Linked DNA regions of Mus musculus: all the other regions are linked to region 5. A link is a contact called in public HiCAR-type and HiChIP or PLAC-seq data. All regions are on one chromosome and are shown on one strand. Each heading gives the region's core, a stretch centred on a gene start, on an enhancer-like site or on the middle of the called end of the contact. The rest is flanking DNA. Distances are from core to core; before and after follow the strand shown.

What was found. HiCAR-type assays count read pairs that join an accessible place to other places. HiChIP or PLAC-seq counts read pairs in DNA pulled down with a chosen protein or histone mark.
Region 1: a HiCAR-type map of Th17 cells shows a contact between it and region 5, with 9 times the contacts expected there. The contact joins two enhancer-like sites. A contact is called at or near these places in 3 of 15 datasets of contacts at CTCF or cohesin (embryonic stem cells and large pre-B cells), 41 of 484 Hi-C or Micro-C datasets (CD8 T cells, CD8 central memory T cells, the G1E-ER4 cell line and 25 more) and 4 of 115 datasets of contacts at active chromatin or transcription factors (T-cell acute lymphoblastic leukemia, Th17 cells, embryonic stem cells and 1 more).
Region 2: a contact with region 5 is called in an H3K27ac HiChIP or PLAC-seq map of microglia, with 8 times the contacts expected there. The contact joins two enhancer-like sites. A contact is called at or near these places in 2 of 484 Hi-C or Micro-C datasets (bone marrow-derived macrophages and nephron progenitors), 10 of 115 datasets of contacts at active chromatin or transcription factors (CD8 T cells, T-cell acute lymphoblastic leukemia, bone marrow-derived macrophages and 5 more) and 1 of 9 other capture datasets (embryonic stem cells).
Region 3: a contact with region 5 is called in a BATF HiChIP or PLAC-seq map of CD8 T cells, with 5 read pairs. The contact joins two enhancer-like sites. A contact is called at or near these places in 1 of 484 Hi-C or Micro-C datasets (granulocyte-monocyte progenitors) and 1 of 115 datasets of contacts at active chromatin or transcription factors (CD8 T cells).
Region 4: an H3K27ac HiChIP or PLAC-seq map of microglia shows a contact between it and region 5, with 5 times the contacts expected there. The contact joins two enhancer-like sites. A contact is called at or near these places in 2 of 484 Hi-C or Micro-C datasets (embryonic stem cells and nephron progenitors) and 3 of 115 datasets of contacts at active chromatin or transcription factors (T-cell acute lymphoblastic leukemia, acute myeloid leukemia and microglia).

Annotation. Positions count from the first base shown.
Region 1 is chr4:8,665,507-8,668,206 of GRCm38.p6, forward strand. No RefSeq gene overlaps it. Among named protein-coding and RNA genes, the nearest start is that of Gm8273, 19 kb to the left of the region's middle. Within about 2 kb of position 1,350, at least 126 of the 459 cell types and tissues checked have an H3K27ac peak or open chromatin away from gene starts, as enhancers often do. A contact at or near this core is called in CD8 T cells, Kupffer cells, Th17 cells and 2 more, where this site is marked.
Region 2 is chr4:8,709,279-8,711,978 of GRCm38.p6, forward strand. The region is part of intron 1 of Chd7 (chromodomain helicase DNA binding protein 7); the gene reads left to right. Among named protein-coding and RNA genes, the nearest start is that of Gm46841, 6.6 kb to the right of the region's middle. Within about 2 kb of position 1,408, at least 48 of the 459 cell types and tissues checked have an H3K27ac peak or open chromatin away from gene starts, as enhancers often do. A contact at or near this core is called in microglia, where this site is marked.
Region 3 is chr4:8,798,387-8,801,086 of GRCm38.p6, forward strand. The region is part of intron 3 of Chd7 (chromodomain helicase DNA binding protein 7); the gene reads left to right. Among named protein-coding and RNA genes, the nearest start is that of Gm46841, 83 kb to the left of the region's middle. Within about 2 kb of position 1,390, at least 183 of the 459 cell types and tissues checked have an H3K27ac peak or open chromatin away from gene starts, as enhancers often do. A contact at or near this core is called in CD8 T cells, where this site is marked.
Region 4 is chr4:9,511,665-9,514,463 of GRCm38.p6, forward strand. All of the region lies in intron 19 of Asph (aspartate-beta-hydroxylase), which reads right to left. Among named protein-coding and RNA genes, the nearest start is that of Asph, 160 kb to the right of the region's middle. Within about 2 kb of position 1,272, at least 10 of the 459 cell types and tissues checked have an H3K27ac peak or open chromatin away from gene starts, as enhancers often do. A contact at or near this core is called in microglia, where this site is marked.
Region 5 is chr4:9,114,721-9,117,457 of GRCm38.p6, forward strand. No RefSeq gene overlaps it. Among named protein-coding and RNA genes, the nearest start is that of Gm50597, 5.5 kb to the right of the region's middle. Within about 2 kb of position 1,396, at least 76 of the 459 cell types and tissues checked have an H3K27ac peak or open chromatin away from gene starts, as enhancers often do. A contact at or near this core is called in CD8 T cells, Kupffer cells, Th17 cells and 3 more, where this site is marked.

The DNA.
Region 1 (2,700 bases), core at 100-2,599, 450 kb before region 5:
GGTTAAGAGCACTGTCTGCTCTTCCAAAGGTCCTGAGTTCAAATCCCAGCAACCACATGGTGGCTCACAACCATCCATAATGAAATCTGGTGCCCTCTTCTGGAGTGTCTGAGGACAGCTACAGTGTATTTACATATAAATAAATAAATCTTTTTTAAAAATAGAACATTTTGAGGCAGATGATGGTGACACAGGCTTTAATTCTAGTTCTTGGGAGGCAGAGACAGGCAGAGGCAGCTGGTTTGAGTTTGAACTTAGCCTAGTGAACAGAGTGAGTTCCAGGACAGGGAAGGCTACACAGAGAAACCCTGACTCAAATACACACACACACACACACACACACACAAAAAAAGAACATTTATTGTTGTTTTGTTTTATGAAATAGTTTTCACTATGTTGCCCAGGCTAGTCTCCAACTTAGAGGTTCAAGTGATCCTCCTGCTTCAGCTTCCACAGCTGGGATAATAGATACAGCCTCACTAAGCCTTGGCAGAAAAACAATGTATCCCAGCCCCACACAAATTCAAGGCTCGAGTGGGCTTTGGTTTTTTTTTTTTAAGAATTATTTATTTTATGTATATGAGTACACTGTCGCTGTCTTCAGACACGTTAGAATTGGGTATCAGATCCCATTAAGATGGATATGAGCCACCATGTGGTTGCTGGGAACTGAACTCAAGACCTCTGGAAGAGCAGTCAGTTCAGATGGCTTAGCCAACCTCTAAGCCATCTCTCCAGCCCCAAGAGTGCTTTTCAAATGAGTCCCTATGCCATGTCTTAATTCCAGATCTGTGATAGAGGGGAAGCTAAGACACTAAAAGTCAAAATTCAACACCTGCCTTGGCAACTTAGTGAGATGTCTCAAAATATTAAGAAGTAAAAAGAGTGGGGGGTGTAGCTCAGAGGGTTCAATTAGCATGCATGTTTTTCTTCGGTTTTCAGGGAGGGGCAGAGGAAAAGAGGGGCAGGCACAGGGGTGGGGTAGGCAAATGTAGATTTCAATGTATCCTTCCCAACTCTTACCCTTATCAGAAGGCCACGCTCCATACTTCTGGAGCATTTTAGCACAAAGCAGGTGAATACGTTTCCAGATACAGGTTTTCCTGTCTTAACCGGCTCTTTGGCCTTAACATCAGGATGAGACAGACATGGTATGAGGTAGAGTGGAAATAAAGGCGATGAGTAGAGAGAAGAGAACAGTGTTTACAAAAAATGTTTCCCGTTCTAGCACTCCATGGGGCCTCTGCCTGTCGCAGGCTGTGTTTTCTTTGAGCTGTGTCTCCCCTTAGCTTTGGGGGCTGGGCTCTCTTCCAGCGCTAGTATCAGACAGCTGCAGTTCCACCTCCAGCAGCTGGGGGGCTCTATTCCACCACGGCCCACTCAGAGAAGCGATTAATTCTCACCCTTTTCCTGTCACATAAAGGAGGTGACTTCAAAGGCCACAGAACATTCTTCTCAACAGTACAGAGGGTATAGACTGCCACCTGCCTGCCCGTTTGACACTAAGGGGGCCCACCCTGTGCTGCTCTGGCCATCCTTGTTGTATGAAGCTGATTCTAACATCAGACACCTTCCACCAAGACCTCAGAAACCCAGCTCCCTTCCTTAACTCTCTCTGGATTTTTTTTTTCCAATCTCCCAGAGTTTTGGAGCAGGCTGCTGGACATCTCCCATCTCTACCTAGCTGAGGACAGTGTCTCCTGCCCCTCAACTCCCATCCTTCTGCAAAAGGGCTCCCTTGTCTTCGCTGCCCAAGTTCCTCGTATCCAAATAAGGAAGCACACAGCTTCCACTGTTCCCGTTGCCACTGGCGCTTCTTGCTTAATTATCTGTTCTCTGGTTGCATTCTACACATCATCATGAGCCGAACATGATGATGTCATCATTGACCTCCAGATGACCTCAGTGGACAAAGACCTTAGATTCCTCCATTCCACCGGGGCACCATTGCCACTTCCAATAGTTTTCTGTCGCACTATACACTCTAGACCTGTCCTCATTTCTCCTTCCTTCCTTCCTTCCTTCCTTCCTTCCTTCCTTCCTTCCTTCCTTCCTTCCTTTCTTTTTTCCTTTCTCTTTTCCTTTCTTCCTTCCTTTCTTTCTTTCTTTCTTTCTTTCTTTCTTTCTTTCTTTCTTTTTTTCTACTTTTTTAGACAGGAAAAAAGGAACTCACTATCCTGGAACTCACTTTATAGATCGGGCTGGCCTGGAACTCACAAACATTTGCCTCTGCCTCCAGGGTGCTGAAATTAAAGGTAAGCACCACCATACCTGGCTCTATGTCCTTATTTCTTGTGACCATTCTGTTGGGAAATAAAACACCCACACTGCCATTGGACATTTAACTTTGTCTTGGGTGGAGCATGGTGGGTTTGTGCATGGCTTCCTTTGGCACAATGAGTTCTATACGGTTGGCACAATTACTATCTCTGCCTCACAGGTAGGTAAGGATGGAGGATGCTGGCCTTGGAGTTCTTTGGAGGTAAGAGATGAGCTCAAGGTGACAAAGTTAGTAGGCCACAGCTAGACACAACCCCAGCACCGTGAAGTTTCATCAGAAAAGCTTCCTGCTCCTCTTCAAGAAGATGGTCGTTCAGATGCTCTGGGCTTCACCAACAGCCTTCCTCAGGACCCATGTCTGCACTGTCTCGCCACATAGGGAAGTACTGGACTTTCAAATGGCCTCATGAACTTTTTATA
Region 2 (2,700 bases), core at 158-2,657, 410 kb before region 5:
CCAGCCATAGAGAATGATTTCATGTAAAATGATAGTCATTTCAAGATTTCTAACATGTCTAATTAGAGGTTTTAAGAGGAAGCAGGGCATGGGTGCTGGAGCTGAAGGCTGCCAGGGCTCAAGGCATGGGATTGGTTTCTTTCTGTCCGGGGAATTGGGCTTGTGTATAAACAGGGTAGTGAGTGGGTCTTCCCCTTGTCTGGCATATACTAAGTGTTCATTGAATTGAGCCAGGACCAAGGCTTGGATGCCGGTGACCAAGGCATACTCAGAGGAGGTGGAGGATTGCTGGGCCTCAGTTGTCCTTAGGAAGCCTGGAGCTCGTGGTAAAGATGACCGTCCTACTTTTCAGGCATTGAAATGGGCAGTGCACAGTGAGGACAGCATCAGTGTTCTTGAAGAGAATTAGGAGACCAAGGGCGTGCTAACCAACCGTAGGACACCTCCTGCTTACATATCTGTCAGAGTCTTTCATTTCCCCTTTTGTCTAGTGAAATGTGGAGTGTGCTCAGCTAACCAGAAAAGCTGTGTATAATGTAAGAGGCCCTCCTTCAGCTCTGGTTTATACACAGTTAGCTATAGAACCACATATTTAATGCCACCCCAAAGTGTGTGACCACTCAGATGAACTCAGAATTTTGAAGTCACTTCCAGATTGTACTCACACTGATATCTTTTGTTGGGGGCTGGGAGACAGAGTCTCGCTAGGTAACTCTGGCTAGCCCAGAACTCATCATGTGAATCGGGCTGGTCTTAAACTCACAGAGGTCTGCCTCTGCCTCCCGAGTGTTTGGATTAAAGGCGTGTGGTACCACACCTGGCCTCACACAGTGATATCTTAACCATTGTTTCTGGTCCTGTAGAGCTAGGCCTGTTCTATGGCACCCACTCTTTTCATGTCTTTGTTTGTTTTGTTGTTATTGTTTAGAGACAGGGTTTCTCTGTGACACTGCCTTTCCTGGGACTTACTCTCTAGGCCAAGCTAGGTTCAAACCCTGAGATCTCCTGGCTTTGCCTCTGGAATGCTGGGATTAAAGGTGTGTGCCACCACCCTGGTGACTATTAGTCCTTTTGCCTGGGATTGACCTCAGATGTAAGCAGCCCATGTCTCCTCGCTGTGGGAGGAGCTTCTCCTTCTTCCTTCCCGGGGCCTCTCTGCTGCTGTTTCAGGGAGGAGACGACACAGAAATGAGACACAGAAATGAAAAGAAACAAATGCTTAAGGACCTAGTTCATCACCTGTGCCAAGCTCTGCTCAGTCCTCTTGAGGTACTCTCTTGGTATGAAATGGGATAGTGAAGTGGGCTTTGTAAAAAAAATTCTGTTTGTGTGCCCAGGGCTCAGTAGAACCTTAGGGGAAGCTTCTTGCCTTTGCACTGCCTGGGTCGGCTGGACTCCGCACTGGTCATTTTCCTGTGCCAAGGTTGTGGTTGGCTGGCTGACATGTGCTACTACCCAGCAGGCCTTGGAGTTGAGTGGTGGATGCTTTGTGAGGCAGCACACAGAATGTTAGAGATTGTGGGCTCTGTGTGAGGACCTGGTTCTTAGCATCCTTACCCATGTGATCTTGGGAAAGTTGCTTCATCTCTGAAGGGGACAGTGGTACCTGTGCATGTATTCTAAAGGAGCGATGAGAGGAAGGCCAGGGCAGTGGTGGTGCTGCTCTTGACATTGCCTTATAGCACAGGACTGTTCAGAGAGGTGGCCTCACGGATTTACAGCAGTCTGTCTGAATTGTGTCTTAGTGTTCGATGAGAGTAAGTTTTGTGCATACTATGTTTAGGCTAAAAATAATCTAATGGAAGGTGAACACAATGCATTATTTTCCAACATGAAATTGGGGTAATTCAGAATGTCATCTACAGTAGCAGCAATTCAAATAAATCAGCAGACTGCAGGTAAAATGCGGCTGGGGGTGAGGGGGAATGGGGATGAATGGATATGAATATATGAATGAATGAATATGTGAGTGAATGAATATATGAATGAATGAGTATATGAATGAGGGAATATAAATATGAATGAATGAGATTGGGTATGTCTTTATAGGTCGCAGCCCTGGGCTACTCAGTAGCTCTGAGAGAGTGTGTGTGAAATGCCCATGGGCCAGTTTGTTAGGGACGCAGGAAATGGGGACTATGGTGGACTAGATTCTGACTCTGAGTCCCAGCCTCTTGCAGTGATGGTTTTGTGTACCTGTACAAAGAAGCCCTGCAATCTTTGTATCTTTCATTTTACTTCCCAATGTAAGCGTTACTGTTAAGTGTATCACTGGTGAGTGGATTGATTTTGTTTGTTTGTTTGTCTGTTTGTTTGTTTCTTGAGACAGGGTTTCTCTGCGTAGCCCTGGCTGTCCTGGAACTCACTTTGTAGACCAGGCTGGCCTTGAACTCAGAAATCCACCTGCCTCTGCCTCCCAAGTGCTGGGATTAAAGGCGTGTGCCACCACTGCCCAGTGAGTGGATTGTTTTTTTTTTTTTTTTTTTTGCCCTGTGGCTGTATTGGGAGTTCTTTGTTGGGAATGAGGATTTTCCTAGAGAGTATAGCTTCTCTGTATAGTTGGATGTGAATGTGGAAAATATTTCAACCTTTCCCCCTTGCTTTAGCACTAATTTTTTCATACATGTTGAGGGCGCAAAAGTGGGAACATGCAGAAGTTTAAAAAACCCCTCCAGTTTCCCTTTCCTATTTAGTTCAAGC
Region 3 (2,700 bases), core at 140-2,639, 320 kb before region 5:
GCAGTGACTGTTGTCATTTAGGTTGGTATGGCAGGTGCTTGGCTGAAGCAGTGGTAGTGGCAGGGTGAACGTGCCGTGTGTTCTTTCAGCTAGTGACTAACGCTATCATCGGTGTTCCTTCTGTGAACGCTCTTTAAGTGAGCTGATACTCGAAGCTTGTGGATTTTCTCCATGTGTTCCGCCACTGAATTGGCACTGGTGGGTCTGGGTCTGGGTCGCAGAGAGAGAGCATGCACTGCACAGATGTGCTGCTTGTCTTCCAGGGGTGTGCAGAGAGTGACCATCTCTGTCCAACGCTGTCTCCTTTCTTGTCTTTTCTCATTCAAACCCACAGAAATACTGAGCGGTGCAGATCTTGCCCTCATGGGATAGATGAGGGAATGAAGGTGCAGGGAAACTAGATGTGATTTATCCAGAGTCCCAGTTGGAGCTGTGGCGGTTAGAGCTCAGGCTGACTCCTGTCTGGTGGAAACCAGCATTCTGTAGTACTTCAGGTAGAAGAAAAAAATTGACTTGTGTTTTACGTAGGTCAAAACAGTTTGAATATTACACTTCATAGGAGTCCAGATTGGCTTATTCCAAAATCATAATGATGTGATGTAAGTGATTGAATATTGTCCTGGTTTATAAAGTGTCTGGGTGGCCACTGAAGACCCCTTAGTCTTTTTCTGACTTCTTAGGGTGCTTGATTGTATACTGGTGGGTGGGAGAACCTAGCTGTGCCTCAGCAGGAATGTCGTGAGCTCTAATGAGTTTGCCTCTTGCAGTAATCAGAACTGAAAGTGCTTGCCTGGGCTGGGAGGTTTTTGTCTAAGCATTTGGAGAGGCCCTGCCTGTCTGACTTCCAGCCATCTTGGAGGTTCTGTACAGTGCATCCTTGGATGGAGCAGATGGAAAGTCATTAGTGTTTCTGTCCCCCAGCAAATAGATGTTTCCTCAAACCTGGCTCTGGGCACTAAGCAGACAGGCAGCCTTTGCTCCTGCAGGGTGCCGCTTGCACAGCCCGAAACCCCACAAACTTGAACTCCATCCTCCGCGCTGCTTGATCGAGGTCACCATGGAAAACATGCACCGCCGCTCAGTTTACCTGGCAGTGGTTCAGCTCTTTGACAGACCTACCTCTGATTTAAACAAATTCGAGAAATATGTAAAGTTTTGGAAGCAGTTTTGCACTGATTTTATAAAAGAAACCACAAAACACTGCAGCGCAGGTGTTGAGAGTGTTTGAAAGCTGATTGAGGGAAGCAGATGGCTTTAGTCAGTGGCATCCAGCCAAAAGAGCAGGTGCTGGTCACGTGACCGCTGGTTACCAGGGTAATCTGATTGCTCTTGGCGTGCAGATGAAAGGAAAGGGGCCCAGTGTTCAGCTGTAGTATTGTATAATTTGTGGCAGTTAGAGCGGAAATAAATGCTGGAAATGGAGCCTCATGGTAGGGGAGACTTCTGTCAGTGTGTAGTGTAAACACCAGGACACTCTCCTCAGGAACTGCTGCATGAATTTTTTAATTTAAAAAATATTCTGCTGTCTGTGGATTTCTCTGACTTAGTCACACCACCTCTTTTTATTTTTTAATTTTTTGTAAATAAAATCAATTTTTGAAATGTAACTGCTATTTGTGATCATCTTGAATTGTTTTCAGTTGTTTCCTGATGTAGCTGTTTGCTATGCTAAAATGCTCATGTATCAAAATAAGCTCTGAGTATGTAAAAAACAACAGGTTTAAGATGATCAAAAACATATTAGTGGAGAACGCTGCCCTAGGTGTGTGCCGGAAACGCTATTGACACACTTTGGAAGGGTTTAACGTGACACATCTGTACTTAGAATCATTAGCTGCTGCAGCCTCTTCCTAGTGGCTCAACAACATCTTTCTTAGGGCCTCTCTTGGTGAGCTTCTCTGGGACTTTATAACATTTAATAAATGTGGGGTTTTGAAATATGTATCTTTAGTTTTTCAAGCTACTTAGAGCTTGAGGCACCCTAGAAATAGTAAAAAAAACAAAACAAAACAGAAGGCTGGTATTCGGATCATACATTTTCTGTGTTGTATATATAACAAACAGTCATTTGATGGTAAGAAGTCTTGGGTGCAGAGTGTAGATGAAAGGGAACACTGAGTGTTTGCTCTAAAAGTACTGTGAGGAACGGTTTTGGGGGTGGGGATAACCCAAGAATTTTATTTTTCCTGTGTTTTGGTTTACCATTCAACTCCTGGTGTTTCTCAGGAACATGGAAAGCGAGCTTCAGTTATTGGTGAGAAACAAGCACACGCTTATAATTTCAAAGACTTAGCTTTTGGTAGAAATGCTAATTGTGGGGCTGGTGGTGGCCTCAGTGGTAGAGAGAGCTCTTGTCCAGCATGTCCAGTTGCTAGCACTGGAGGAAATGAAGGCCAAGTGTGGCTATCCCTCCAAAATGCTTAGCACCAAAAGGAAACTTACTCATAGACAAGAACACCGAATTAAATAAAATTATGTATTTCTAGGAAATTAATTTTTAGTAAAAATGTACCGGTCACCATTGGACTTAAAAAATGACTGTGTGAAACTCTGTGCCAGAGAAATAAGGGTATAGTCATTAGATGGTATTTTTCCCCCCTTTGGTTAAAAGAATTGGTCTTCACCCGACTTTTTAGCAAAGAGACATCCTAGGTTTTTTGTCACAGCTTTGTATGTCAGCAGGGGCTGGGGGTAGAATTC
Region 4 (2,799 bases), core at 22-2,521, 400 kb after region 5:
TGGCACTCACCTCGTCATGTTAATCAGAAATAAAATCCTCACAATGATAGATTAGAAACATGAAAATCGCTTCTATTCATACAATATAGAATAGATTCAACAAATTAGGCTAGATTATTTTTAAAAACCACACACATAAAATGACAACAAAAATTTCTAAAAAAAAATTCTGTCAAATAAGAAACTTGTGAATGTGATGTGTACTCTTTTTTATTTTTTATTTTTTTCCTTTTGAGACAGGGCCATGAAGCCCAGGTGGGTCTCAGACTTGCTGTGTAGCTGAAGATGACCTTGAACTTCTGATCCTCCTGCCTTTCCTTTCAGAGCAATAGTACTATGGGATGTTCTACCACACCCACATCATGTGGAACTGGGGACAGAAACACTAGGCAGGCAATCGAGGAACTGTGCTACATCCCAGTCTCCTTAAATGTATTTTACATCAATGCCATTTCTATTTTTGTCAAATTATTGCTATGTGTTCTTTATGCAGATACACACAGACACCGACAGACACTGACACACACACAGACACACAGGCACTGACACACACACAGACACAGACACACACACACACACACACACATACACACACACACATACACACACACTGAAAGCTTCTAATTCTGAAATCTGTGTGATAGATCTGTCCTGAGAGGCTCAGCTTGGGCTGGCCTGTCTGAAGTGTTGGTACATTTTGGGTATAGCACTCGGTTACAATTTACCTGTGTTGAACTATAAATGACATTGCATAGAAATGGGGCTTTGTTTTATTTTGAATCACAAATGTTTTGAGAATTAGGTGGCTGGACAGAAAGTGTAACTAACGTAAGAAACAACAGTGGGGTGCTTACGAGTTACTGAGGTGGCTGATGAGAAACTGGAATTAACATGCCCTGAAGAAAGGGGGGCTACTGATGAGCCCAGGAATTCTGATCCTTGGAACTTGCCCTCAGGAAGGGAGAGAAAGAGGGAGGAGCTAAGGTTGATCCCAATTTTGATTCAGGAGTTGGCAATAAAGGAACCTGAGACCATCTAAAAGAAAAATGGCGGAGAGGAGAAGGGAGCTTGCTGTGCGAGCAGTATGCAGTGCCCTCGGACTGGCTGGAGATGTGTGAGCATGCATGTGGAGAGTGAGACCAGAGCTGAAGACAATGTGGACTCGATATGAAGCCTCTGAAGCTTGGCTGCTCCAGGGCTGCCGTGGGTTGTCTTCCTCTTTCTCCTCCATACTACCAGAAATAGTCACAGAGATCCATTGTCTCAGCAGTCTTTGTGGCAGAGGCTGTGCGTTTGCCTCCCAGTTGTGTGCGTCCTCTCTCAGACCAGCAGTGAGCTCCACAGAGGCAAACGCAGAGGGCGGCTGCTTCCCAGTGGGTAAGCTCTGACGCAGACTCCACACTTAGTATTGGGTTATGCTAACATGGGGTGTCTATGGGCTTGATTCTGTTCTGTGTAAGCATGAATCCTTATGAACTTTCCAAATTCAGGAACTGTGCGGTTCTTTGCATATTAATGATAATTATGCTGGTATAACAGCCCCTAGGCTTAAACACCAGGCTCATAACAAGTGTTCAGTAGTGAATTCATTGTCCTTGAAGTAAGAGCTGTTTTCATCTAAGATATGAGATAAAGTAGATTTCTTTTATCTGTCTTTGCCCTGTACCACGGAATGTTCAAAGACAAATTAATTAGTGACAATTATATTTACAGAAATTGAATACAGACTTTTCCCGAGTGTTGGCTACTGTGGCAGACATTTTCTTGCCCTCCTCATCCAAAGGAGGGTTCTTTTTACAGCAGGAAGGTACAGAATAATGACTGCCGTCAGCAACGCCTCCCCTCCTCTTCACTTCTAGCGTCGTTCTATTTTAGTCAGATGATTGGTAGGTTAAAGGAGGAAGGTACACATGAATAGAAAGGTAGAAAGAAAACAGTGTCAATCATCAAAGTGCTACTACTCGGAATAACTCCTGTTTCTTGCAGGAGACTGCGCAGTCACACTGCTTCTCTGAGCCCCTAGCTGCCCAGAGGGTCTTATATTCTTATGAAATCTAGAAATTTGAAGCTGCATTGTCCTTAGGTGTCACATATGAAGGGCAGTGGTTACAAAGGGTCACTGTTGTGTTGGTGTTTTTATCTTCAGACTCTGAAGACAGCTGAAGTAGAATTTCTACAGTGGTATAGGGCGGAAGAGGTAGGCCTTGTTTATTGGCAGGCAAATCATGGGGGTCATAAAAGGGCTAGAAATCTGTGGTACATGACCTCACGACTGATGTCATGTTTACACAGGCTGACAATTGTACGCAGGAGAAAGGTAATGATCAGGAAGAAAATTCACTTGTTTCAGTTACTGCATCCATGCATGTTTGCGTTGGTACCTGCCACTGCCCTGGCTATAAATGTTCAGCTTAAATTGAAAATGAAAAGTACATGGTTAAACGTTAAGACCACTATGCTAAGGATTAGTCAAATAGTTGGTTCTAAAAATGACTACTGCAGAAATTCCAAAGTAAAACATTAAATATGTAAATGGTTTTAAAAATTAAATCAATTTTAGAGAACTCTGTATTTCTTAATTTCAACTATACTTTTCAAAGGCAATTATCTTTTGCTACACACATAGATACACTCGCTCAGATGCACACACAGACACACACACACACAGACACACAAACAATCACAGATACACACACAAACACACCCCCCCCCAAAAAAGAGGCGCTTTTCAGATTACACATCTGAAAACACCAACTGGAAAAAATAAACTGTAAAATCCAAATCCCAAAGATCTTGTAA
Region 5 (2,737 bases), core at 146-2,645:
AAAGCAAACTGCGTGCAGAGGCATCGGATCACAGCAGACACCGTACCCATCCGCTCACGTACATCGATACAGCAGGAAGTATATTCTGTGCTTATGTTGTTTAAGGTAGCGTAGCATGGAACTTCTTGAGCTTTATAGTGAAATAAAAGCACACAAATATATGGAGTGTACTTAGATTGGAAAAGTTGCCTCCTGGAAGAAGGCTGGGGACATGGAGACATGGGAATGCAGCAGCAATAGGAATAGCTGATACAGTGAACGGTAAGGAATTGGAACTAAGATGCTGCCGTGCCCATGGGGAGTGAGCACTTAACCTTTGGCGCAGGTCTCCTCTGGGTTAAATGCTAAAACCTCAGAAGAGAGCAAAGCCAGTCATAGTGGCGTGGTAGTCACCTTTCCACTTGAGAGAGCTTATAGAGGGGAAGGCTCATTTTGAATTCCAGGCTTGGAGGTTTCAGTTTAGGGCCATTTGGCATTTGGTCTCCTTTGGAGTCCCTGACTTCCCAATATGCAGAAGCACAGGTGGGTCCTCTCATGGCTGAGAGACCAACAAGAGAGGGAAAGGGGCTCGAATCCCCAGTGAGCAGAGGTCCACAGCTCCACTCTTACAAGTTCTACCACCTTCCAGTAGTGCCACCGGCTGAGGGACAGGCTCCAGTGACCCTTTCCAGGTTCCAGCATCTGATAGTATCTAGCTCTAGTAGGACTGAATCAAGTTTCAGAGATGACCCAGGTAAAGGGAGATAATTTGAGTTTGTCCTCTTAATCTATGTGTCCTCCTAAGGACGGATCAGAGGAAGGCAGAAAGACTGTGGGAAAGAATACAGGGACTCTGTCATAAGTTCCTGTCACTCAAAACCACTCACATGCCGCACATCATGATGGCCTCATCTACAAAGTACTCATAGCCACAGGTACGGCAGGGGAGTAAGACCTGTACTCATGGCCCTCAGAGTTGTGGTAAAACCAGATTATTTCAAGGTGCTCAGGCTGGGAGTAGAACTTGCCTGATTTTTTCCTGCAGCTTAGGGGCCAGCTTTCCAAATTCATCATTCGGCTCCCTTGTATCCTGAATCCTACTTATGATTTCTTGCGAGTTAAAAACTATTGACCCGACTCACACCTGCAAATCCAACCGTAAGAAGTCTGATTCTTGAGGGCTGTGGCAAGTTTGAGGCCAGCCTGAGCTGCAGAAAGACACCTTAGGTGCGGGTGGGGGTGGGACAGGGGGGTGGGAAGAGGAACAAAGAACAGCAAACCAGGAAATGAAAGGCTACGTGAGAGCTTGATCTTATGACTTCTCAGAAGGCGGTGAACATGATAAGGCTTTCCCACCAGAGGAAGGGGCAGTTCAGAAAGAACGTGATTAGATGGTGTTAGTCATCAAGGGAAGGCTCTTGAGAGAAGCCACAGCCCCTCCCCCACATCTGTTGCCCTTTCTGAAAAAGACTCTGACAGTTCGAAGCACCAAAACGTTACTGTCTTCCCTATTAACGTTTGTGGTTTCTTCTAGTTTTATGAGTGTGTCTGCTTTTTACAAATTAGTAAAAACCAGAGAGATACGTGATGCTTTAAAAAGTTTATAATTCAGACCTTTTTGTCTAGAAAAAGAAAATGTTAATTCCACCAGTGATTTTGTAACTTCCTTAAATCTCTTGTTCCTGATACAGAACAAAAGTCATTGACGTTTTAAGACCAGAAAATTGCAACAAATACATTTTTAATTACGGCAAACTAAAAAAATATGAATAGTGATGCTTTAAATTATTCCTCAACCTCTCATTTCTAATGAACAATATTTCAAAAAAAAATTTTAATTTTTAAAAAAGATTTATTTATTTATTTATTTATTTATTTATTTATTTATTTAATGTATATGAGTACACTGCAGCTGTTTTCAGACACACTAGAAAGGGACATCAGATTCCATTACAGATGGTTGTAAGCCACCATGTGGTTGCTGGGAATTGAACTCAAGACCTCTGGTAGAGTAGTCTTAGCTGCTGAGCCGTCTCTCCAGCCCTACATTTTAGGTTTTTTAAAAAAGAATTTCTATGGTTTTGAAATTACTGGAAATAGTCTCTTATTATTAGTTTAACAAGAATCTTTTTACACTCCTAAATTGGCAAAGTATCTGTCAGGGTGATTTTATCATTCCTTTGTAGAGTATTATGGCTTTTATTGTTTCATTTTTATTAAAAAAATTAATTTGAATATAATTACATTACTTCACTGTATCCCTGTCTTCCATTCAATCCCGCCCATCCCCTCCCACTTCCTCTCACATTGATGGCCTCTTCATGATTATTATTGTTACATATATATGCATTAATATATAAATATATCCTGCTAAATCCATGGCTTGGATGTATATGTTTTCATGACAGACTCACTTTGTATTGGACAGCCCATTAGGGAGCTGATCTGGCCAGAGGCTAATTTTCCATCTCTCCACAGTCATGAGTTGCCTGGAGTTCTTTGTTTAGGAGGTGAGACACAGATTTCCCCCTTCCACTTACTGGGTCTATTGATATTTACTTTATAGCCATATTGTTGAGGTATCATTATGAAGCGTCCGTGCCATTTCTAAGAGGCATAAGCTCACAGCAGACTTTCTGGTCCTCTGGATCTAATAATGCCCAGGGATTAAGCCCTACAGAGAACAGTCCAGTGCAAGGCAGCAACCACAGCTGTATTTTGGCCAGCCTGGGATTCTAGCCTTTTGATCCATGTTTAC